Linked DNA regions of Gossypium hirsutum: regions 1 and 2 are each linked to region 3. A link is a contact called in public Hi-C data. All regions are on one chromosome and are shown on one strand. The core of a region is the stretch at or near the end of the contact, and the rest is flanking DNA. Distances in the headings are between cores, read along the strand shown.

Region 1 (3,209 bases), core at 270-2,769, 370 kb before region 3:
CTTGGCTTTGCACTCCACAGGATGTTCTGCATCAAATTGATCAGCACCAAATGCTTGAACGCATGGTTTGTGCCCACCTTGTCCGAATGCCACCAGATATAGTGAGAAGAAAAATAGTATCACTTGATACTGAAGCATTGATGAAGTGTTTAATGTGACATTATCAGCATTTGGGGCACCAGAAGTGGTGACAGATGGAAGAGTGGCTGACAGAGTCAACAAGCCTAGCCCCTGTATGTAAAAAAAAAACAATTCCAGTTCAAGTCATTTATGGAAAGCAACTACCAAATGCTCTAGCAAAAACCATTAAAATAATTCAGCTTATTCTGTTCAATTAATCATCAAATCTTCAATAGGAAAGCTAAGTCAAGCGACAAATTGCTCCACTACAAGTCGATGTTAGAGCTGTTTTTCTCAAATCTTGAATTGAGTTTCAAAGTCATTGTTTGAGCAATGGAAGCAACTTCTCTAATTTGAGAATGACGAATGAGTTCAAGAGAGCTTGAGCCAGGGACGAAGCTGGGCGTTGACTTCCTTTGTTTAAATGGATTAACTGCACTTTTAGTCCTCCTAAAATTAAAAGATTAATTTAAGCATTCCTGACACATTTTATAACTTTATCTCTGCCTACACAAAATTCTTAGCTGAATAGCTCAGTGGATCATTGGAAGAAATTATGATGAAGCATTCATATGTTGTTGGCTAAAATGTAAATAGAATTACCAAAATGCAAACAAGGGAAGCAAGAATGATGGTACGGTATCGGCCAAGAAAAGAATCAGCAAGGAAAGCACCCAGGAGTGGCAGAAGCGTGGCCACCCCTGACCAGGAGTTAACTTGTGCAGCGGCGGCGGCAGTGGACAGACCCAGAGGCCCCGTCAAGTATGTTATGAGGTTTGAAGAGATTCCATAATAAGCAAACCTCTCAGCAACTTCAACCGCAATTATGAAAGAAGCCGAAGTCCATCCACCGGAGTTTGAACGGTGCACAGGTCTGCCTTTGAAATCAAGGCAGCCTTTAACTGAGTCATCTAAAAGTGGAGTTTCAGCAGCTGCAAGATCGGACATTACAGCAAGCTTTAGTAAGAGTTTGGAGGGGAGGAATTTATGGGCAGCATTAAAATATTAAAAAAATATTTAAAATTTCAGCGGTTCCACGGTTATTTTTTTAAAAAAAATAATAATATATTAAACCTGTGAATAGCATGGTCATTCTTTTATTCTAGATGGACATACTGTTACGTTTATCTTTTTCATTATTTTCAAGTATTTTATTACCAATGGCCAAAAGAAAGTAAATTTTTAACAACTTTTACATATATTTTAGGCACTCATACAAATAAAAATTTAGTATATATTTAATGATTGAAAAATAGCTACTCTTTTTTATTTCAGTAATATAATATATGTAAATTACTGAGAGAATAACACTAAAAAATATAAAAAAGAATTCAGAGAAGATAGGTATGATATGGGCTCTGAAACATGAATAAATTGGCTGGTACAAATAAAAATAAAAACATCCACTTTCCATGTTTACCTTCAAAAGATATCATCTCCTTTCTACTTTGGGAAAATTCATTCCGTCCCTGCCTCCTATAATTCAATGCTCTTGGTTAAATATCACTATCATGGGGACACAGGGAAAACTAGGAAGTTAACCAACTTGAAATATTAACTTTGATGAGATTAGAAATAATGATGATGATATTCCTGTTGTAGTGATGAAATTAAAATTAATAGTAAATTGTGGTTCTTCGTCTACTTTATCTATTTTTATTTTGAGAGTATTTTTGAATAGTAAATGATTTTAGAGTCATTTTAGACACATTGTCTTTAGTTTCATTTACTTATTATTATTATTATTATTCATTGTCTAAAAGGTCTTCTCTCTTTCTTATGAAAATTGTGAAGTTTTTGCTATAACTTTTAATCTTTCTTATGCAAGTAGTCTTGCTTTTATTAGTATTTTTAGGGATAGATTTGTCACCGTCCACTCCAAATTGGTGGATACTCCATTCTTTTGTTGATTCTACCTGTTGCTTTGAACCCTTCCGAGTTGGTCCTTATAGTGATAAGTTCTTGCAATCACCTTATATATGTTTGTGCTTGAATTGTGATAAAGTCAACAACATGCTATAATGTTCTTTTCTTGTTGAAGTTAAAGCCTTCGTTGTGTTCATAGAGCTTGCCCTTCACTATCGATGAAGGATGTTTGTTGGTTCTTTATTTACCCCGAATTGTGTGGTCTCCTTCATCGAATGAATGAAATAATTTTTCCTTCAAAAAAATTGTTTAGCTTTGGGTAAATTGCACTGTTAATTGCTTAAGTATTAGCATATTCCTATTTTGGTTATTCAACTCCAAATATTTTCAATTTCGTCACCAATGTTACCATTATTGATTTTTTTTGCCACCCCTCTAGCTAACGTGACCTTTTTGTAGACATAAAAACTAATTTAGCTCTTAGCATTTATATATTTTCTCAATTTGGTTCTAATTTTAAAAACTTCAACAAAAATAGTCCCAATGATTTCACATTCTTATCAATTTGGTATTTATTGTAATTTAAAAAAAACTATAAATGTTATGAAATAAATAATGAAGAGAGTAAACAACAAAGGAAATAGGAGAGCAAAACAAAAGTAATTCTTTTATTAATCAATGGGAATGAATATAATGCTTCTCCAAAGTCTACATTTATAGACATAAGAAGTATAAATAAAATAAAACTCTACTTCTAATTAACATTAAAGTCCTAATGTATATCAAACTTATCTTGATCTTGATGAACATTTACTTAATAATAATATATTCATAACACTCCCTCTTAGATCTCTATTGGTAGATAATGTGCTTTGTTAAAGCCATACTAAGATAGAAACTCAATGGGAAATTTTTTTTTTTAGTGAAGTAAAAATAGTACACATATCTGGAATACACATAATATGTTGCCTCATGAAAAACCTTACCAAGAAAACCTAATGGGTTAAAACCCCGATTAAGAAGAAAAAAGTACAACGCATCTTTACTCCCCCTCATGACAACATCGCATGATATCTAATATTTTATATATTCCAATATTGAATATTAACTTTTCAAATAACCATTTAAATAAATTTAACAATAATCATAACAAACTTTGATCATGATCATTCTATAAAAATATAAATATGTATTTTGATCATTTTATAATTTTCCTTGAACTA
Region 2 (3,251 bases), core at 580-3,079, 480 kb before region 3:
ATTTTTAAGGTTTAAATATGCCAAAAGTATTTATATTATAAGTTTAGAATTCAGTCCATATATTTTTATTTTAAAAAATTTAGATTTTTTTTACTTTTTAAATTTAAAATTCAAGTATAATATTATTTTTTTTGTTAAATTGATTGGTGTGAAATTTTAAAATATAAAAAAATACTCATTTGGTAGCAATGTAACTTAAAAAATGACATTATAATGAACCTAAATTTAACAAAATAATCTTAAAATTGGTAATCATTGGACTTGAATTTTGAAATCTTAAAAGTAAAGAGACTAAATTCTTAAAAATAAAAGTATAAAGACTAAATTTTAAATTTGAGAAGATGACAAGGACCCATGACATATAATAACCTATTTTTAAATATGTTTAGAATACTATAATTTTATTGTTGTAAATATATATTTTATGCATTAATAATTTACAGTTTTTTGACATAATCATTTTATTTATATTGTGTTTGTTTTGTTTTGTAATTATTTATCTTATGTTGTCTTTAAATCATAAATTAGTTATTAATGTTTCGCTTAGTTTATTATCATGATTCAATTTAAAGGAAAAATATGCGTTCATGCTTTTGATTTTTAATTATTTTTTACATTATTTAAATAATTTATCTTAGTAATTGAAATTTAGAGAAAGTATTTTATTATTTTAATTTTAATGTTAAATTTTTTATTTAAATAGATTAGTCTACTCATTAAACATTATGTAATTTTTTTATAAAAACCAGACAAAATAATCACATTAATATAACAAAATCTAACAAAATCTCTGCGAACAGTTGCCTACCCTTATTTTTGCCAAAAGCCATCTTGGCAATGCGGTCAGCTTCTATGTTCTCTTCTCTAGGAATATGTTCAAAATTTCATTGATCCATTTCCACCAAAAGCTATTAAATACGTCTGATAAGTGCGGAATAAGATGTAATTGAGAATAATTTTTGAATGGCCTAAAGGAACTCCATACTATCTGTTCGAATCAACACTGTCACATCGCTTATTTTGTAGTAATGTCAAGCCGTCTAGAATACTTCAATAACTTAGCATTAAAGACAGAACACTATCCCAACCTCTTATTAAACCCACGAATCCACCCCCATGGTGATCCTCTACACTCCCTCGACAATGACAACCCCCCCTAATCTCAATTTATTTCATAGTTTGCATAAGGTTTAACTACAAAATTAAATTGACCCCCAAATTATATCACTTTTCTCACTTAGGTACTTAAAGTTTTATTTGGTTAAATATGATTTTAAATTATAAATTTTATCTCATTTTATTCTAAAACCTACTATGTTCAATACGAACATACTATATGGCATGTTCTTATTGTTTGGTAATGTGTTTTTAGGTAAAATGAGAAAAAAAATAGATATCTTAGTATAATTTGGAGGTGAGTTTAATTTTAAATTATGTACCTAAAATATAAAACATAATTAAAAAATTCTTATTTCATATAATTAAAATCTAGTTATATATAAAAGGAGGATACAAAAGGGCAATGTAGAGGTTGTGCCCCCTAAAATTGACACATTAAAAGTTTGTTGTTTTCTGATTTGCATGTTGAATTTAAAAAATTACCAAATCTACAGTGGACATTGGGTGAAATTGCCTCCGCCTCCTTATTTTTGCCACATCTAGCAACATATTTTCTAACCAAAAAAGATATAATATTTCCCATAAACCTACCCACGCATTATTAAGCCGTATATTCCAGGTGCATGCTTTTCTGAACTATATTGGTCCGTGACTGTCACGTGAAATACCTGCATCTGAAACTGACTTTACTTTCCAGAGGTTACGGTGAAGAGGAGGTCTGATCTGAAAGAAAATGATGAGGTTGCAGTTTCTGGCCTTACATGTTTCCTTTTCTGATAGAACCAACTTAGCCACCGTTGGATCTCTCTTTTCCGAAACATTTTGGTTCTAATCGAACGGCTCAAAATCATTTAAATGAAAAACAAAGGGAACTTGCAAAAATAAGCTATGTTAGGGCATATCCCACACCGAAAAAGGGAAAGCTGCTGAACAGGAAACCAAAAAGAAAAAAAAAAAAAGAAGAGTTTTTCATAGCTTCACAAAGCTAACTCCTCAAGCTGAACAAAGAAGCAGATGAAACCGACGCCTGGCGGCAGTAGCAGCTCTAGTGGCGGTGGCGCTGAAGGTAGTCGAGCTGGACTCGCCCGTTTCCGCTCAGCGCCAGCCACCTGGTTAGAAGCCCTTCTCGAGGAAGAAGAAGAGGACCCTTTGAAGCCTAGCCAGTGCTTGACTCAGCTACTAACTGGAAATTCATCCTCAACACCCACCATTCGAAATTCATTGCTTTTTCCCAACTCAGCCGATCCATCTGGGTTGTTTGAGCCTTCTGGTTTCCAGAGGCAAAACAGTTCTCCAGCTGATTTTCTTGGGAATAATCCTGCTGCTGCCTCTGATGCCTACTTCTCTAACTTTGGGGTTGCTGCAAATTATGACTATTTATCGCCAACTATGGATGTTTCTCCCTCGAGTAAGAGGGCTAGCGAGCTTGATACGCAATTCCCACCAACAAAGTTCCATTCTCAGTTGGTAAGACTAAGAGATAGCCATACTAATATTATATTTCAACTTCCACGGCTTGTTAATTTTTCTATTATATGGATTTTGAATACTTCGGTTTTATGTTTTTGCCGTCTTTGAATTGCCTGTGAAAGGATAGATATTGATCGTCGTCTTATTATATTCTTTTTAGTCTTCTTTTAATGGTTTAGGCTTCACTATTTCTTTTCAAAGCTGACCAACTATTGGCCATACATTTCTAGCCAAAAAGGAAAGGATAACTTTACTCTTTTGAGCAAAAATATATATGGTTGAATCCCCAATTTTATTATTATTTTTACAATACCTTTTGTTTTCCTTCTATTTTTGGGTAGAAAGGAGAGCCAAGTGATCAGATTTCTGGTGGGATATCTAATCTTATAGATGTAGATATGGAGAAACTTTTGGAGGATTCAGTACCTTGCAGGGTCCGTGCGAAGCGAGGGTGTGCTACTCATCCTCGAAGTATTGCAGAAAGGGTAAGTGTATTCATTTGCTGATAATTAAGATGTAAAATGGTGTTTATGTTTAGTTCTAACTATCCATGACTATTTTTGTTAGGTTCGGAGAACACGGATTAGCGATCGCATTAGAAAGCTTCAGGAGCTTGTCCCCAACATGGATAAGGTAGGCTACATCTTGAGATCTATTTTAAT
Region 3 (3,419 bases), core at 159-2,658:
GAGCCAACTTTGGAGAATATCCACCAAAAAGACAAGAACAATCAGTGTATGCGGATCCAATCGCAATCCCAGCACCAAAAGCTACAGATGCCCATCGAGTCACTGGACTCCCTGACAGGACAAATCAAAGTTATTAACTCAAGGAAGGATTAAGGAAGACATGCAAAGCAGAAAGCATAAAAACGGAAAGGCATGATAGCGACAATGCCTGGAAATACAAGTACTAGAAGAAAACTGAAGCAATTCAAAATGGAAGAACTCAGTTTACTTTGTCCACGGCTTAGATTAACATCTAGTAAAAAGTTAAAATGCATAATCACTTCAACCGTTTAGGCTTTTCCAGGTAGCATTGATGATTGAAGGTGGCTATGAGTCATAAATCATAAACAGTTCCTTTCCACTCTCCCCACAAAGCAGAGCCTTAATCAAGTTCCTCGTCATTTCTAGGCAATTTACAACAAAGGCAAAAAGGAGCTACTTCTGGTGTTGGAATATAAGGTGAATCAAAACCAACATGCAGGGATGCAAGGTTCTCCTTAAGGAAGCCACTTGGTCTCAAACGTTGCCACTTAAATGGATGGTAAAGTGCACAACAAAAATGTAAATAGCAGCCATAGCACGATATTATGGCTGCAATTTGCATTTGTGGCTCTCTTTGCCACCAGTATTCACTGTAGATATTTGCTGCAACTGATTGTAGTAACATACCTCGCACTCGCAACCAATAAACACAACACATCCAAAAAAGTATCCACGACAGCAATTTAAATCCCTACATATTTTGGACATGTATATACATCATATTTACATTAACATCTACAGCTATGAATGTAGAGCAGGCGCATATATAACTGGAAGAGCGAACGCTACCGAGTGCAGAACAACATAGAAACAACTAGATGAAAGATAAAAAGTGGATATGAGAATACAAAATTTGTAGAACCATTTAGGCTAATCTGCAATGGGGCAAATCGAAAACAACATATCTTAAAAAGGAGAAAGAAATAAAGAAATTAGGGAAAGAGAACAAACTGAAGAAAAGGAGGCCACCAAAAGCGCCAGCCAAGGATGAATAAACGAAGCGGCGGAGAGTGAGATCGATGCAGGCGTCCCATTTTGCGTTCATGTCATACTTTGACGGCGTCAATTCCTTGTTATCCCCCATTTCAGAGCCTTATGCAGTACAACTATTACTTTCGTTATTTCTTGGAATTTTTGCTCAGATTTCCTTCTTTTTACTTCGTCTTCGTTTGATTCTCCTTTTGTTTTCTGGGTAATCTGCCGCAATGCCTCTCAGATAAGTACAGCTTGTTTTTCCTTCCTCCTTTTTCTTTTTTCTTTTCAACTTACGGCATCCATCGAAAAAATGGGATCAAGAACAACAAGGGCCCAAAAAAGCCCAATAGTAGAAACGTCTCAAAACAGCTCAAAAGATGTAATAATAGAAACAAGGTCCAAACAAGCCCAGCTCCCCACGATATTCAACTATTTGACCCTTGCTATCATCAGAATAGGAGGGAAAGGAAGTGCCAAAGGATGTTGGGGAAGTAGAGATGCAAGGGGGCTGCACCGGTTGTCAGCATGAATGCCTTCGGCAAAGACCACGCCTCGGCCAAACTGAAAAAAGGAAGTTATCGACCACCGTTAAAGCCAATCATGAGCAGCGACGGAAGAGACCCATTAGCCATAAAAATGGCCCCAACCACTAACAAAAATAGAGTTTGTGTGACGAAAGCCAAGGACTATCAAGCTTCGACCAACTGGGAACTTAAACGGTGGCGACCCCATCCATGCCCCCCAAAAAATAACAAAGGCTAGTGTTAGAATTGTGTGACCCAAATTCTAAGAGATTGCTTGCAAGTCAAGTTAAACAAAAATATATTTTCTTTCTAGAAGATTTAGTATTTATTAGTATAATATATTTAGCATTTATTAGTATAGTTTATTTGACTTACTAATTTAGCCTATAAATAGGCTCCTTTACAATCTTAGAATTAATAGACACCCATTAGATTAGAACTCATAACACATTCAGAGAATTTTGTGTTTACGTTTGAGGGTTCTTTGTTTTATCGGGTTTTTGGGGTTTAGTTTTTATCTCCATCTTTTGTACTCTTCATTCTTTTGCCATTATAGTAAAATTATCTTTGCCCGTGGTTTTTTATCCTCTTTTGAGGGGTTTTTCCACGTTAAATTTGTGTGTTCATCTTCTCAATTTCTTCTACTATTTTTACTTGTTCGTTGCTTATTCGGGACGATCCTAATAGCTAGCAAGCAAGGAACACTAACCTGGAAAATAAAAAAGAAAGAAAAATATAAGTAACATCGACTAAGGAGTTGCAAACGCTAAAATGGTAGAGAAATGGAACCAAACAAAATCATCGTTGGTAAGGAAAGAAGCCAAAAAGGCCTCAGCTAACTTCTCTCACAAAGGTTTTTGGCCAAGGATCCTCTCATTCTGTCGAGCAAGATCCAACAAAAGCAAACAGATGTGCCCATCGTAGGAACCATGAAAAGAGAGGAGGAGATTCTTTTCAGTTGAAGGGAAAAAAAAGCAAGAGGGTAGAGGAAGGAATGACGACGGCTGGTTTGGCAATTAGCCCTATTGTTGGCTAGATAGAAAGCAAAGACAGTGGTTGTATTATTTTATCTTTACTATCATTTTTTAGCATGGCTGAAACCACGAAGAGAGATGAGGAGATGGTTTCATGTTGAAGGAGGAAAAAAGCAAGGGAAAAGGATACCAGCATTTACTTAACTTTCAATGGTGTGAAATTAGTCACTAATATTTACGAAAAGTGGTAGATTAATCATTAATATTTTTGAAAAATGATAAATTAATTACCCAAGCCCATTTTTTGGTACAAACCTAATGGGACAACTGACATGGCTCGACCAGATGTCCATGTTGGATCTGGTGTCCTAAGTGTAGTATTTTCGTCAAAGTACACTTGTAAATTTCTGAACAAATTAGTTAATAAAATTATTCATGAATTACATTAATACTTTGTATATTGTCCTCAAATGGTTTTTGTATGCAAAGTAAAATGGAAGTAAATGTTACTCATTGGTTTTCTATTGTTTAATTAATATTTAGTGATATTACGTGGTCAGATTGTAATATAGAAAGACAACTTGTATTAGTAGATAAACCTAAACATGTCCTTAGTCTAATCGGAACTGAACAAACCGATTGAAAGACTAATATTTCACCTATCAAGTCCAATTGGGGAGATGTTTTGTCTTGGGCATCGAAGCGGATGACTCTTAGAAGATAAAGACATAGATGTGACTGACTGGATTAACAGTACATCGAATTGGATCCAAGTAGAATAGATCCTAAATCCGTTTATGGATTTATTCGCTTGTGACGCTCATAGTGTGGCATACCTAAATCTTGGGTGGATGGCAGACTATGT

The links. A called contact is a pair of places that touch in the nucleus more often than the background predicts.
Region 1: a Hi-C map of leaf shows a contact between it and region 3, with 2.8 times the contacts expected there. The contact joins the promoter of LOC107895068 here to the promoter of LOC107895077 in region 3. A contact is called at or near these places in 7 of 34 Hi-C or Micro-C datasets (hypocotyl, leaf and petal).
Region 2: a Hi-C map of leaf shows a contact between it and region 3, with 2.2 times the contacts expected there. The contact joins the promoter of LOC107895069 here to the promoter of LOC107895077 in region 3. A contact is called at or near these places in 5 of 34 Hi-C or Micro-C datasets (hypocotyl and leaf).

What each region holds. Positions count from the first base shown.
Region 1 is chrA13:85,930,383-85,933,591 of Gossypium_hirsutum_v2.1, reverse strand. LOC107895068 (protein NRT1/ PTR FAMILY 5.10) reads right to left here and starts at 1,519. Exons shown (of 3, transcript XM_016820278.2): 1 at 724-1,519; 2 at 1-231. The coding sequence starts at 1,068.
Region 2 is chrA13:86,040,057-86,043,307 of Gossypium_hirsutum_v2.1, reverse strand. LOC107895069 (transcription factor bHLH81) reads left to right here and starts at 1,829. Exons shown (of 5, transcript XM_016820279.2): 1 at 1,829-2,586; 2 at 2,931-3,074; 3 at 3,157-3,222. The coding sequence starts at 2,134.
Region 3 is chrA13:85,557,776-85,561,194 of Gossypium_hirsutum_v2.1, reverse strand. LOC107895077 reads right to left here and starts at 1,408. Exons shown (of 3, transcript XM_016820289.2): 1 at 1,033-1,408; 2 at 1-111. The coding sequence starts at 1,165.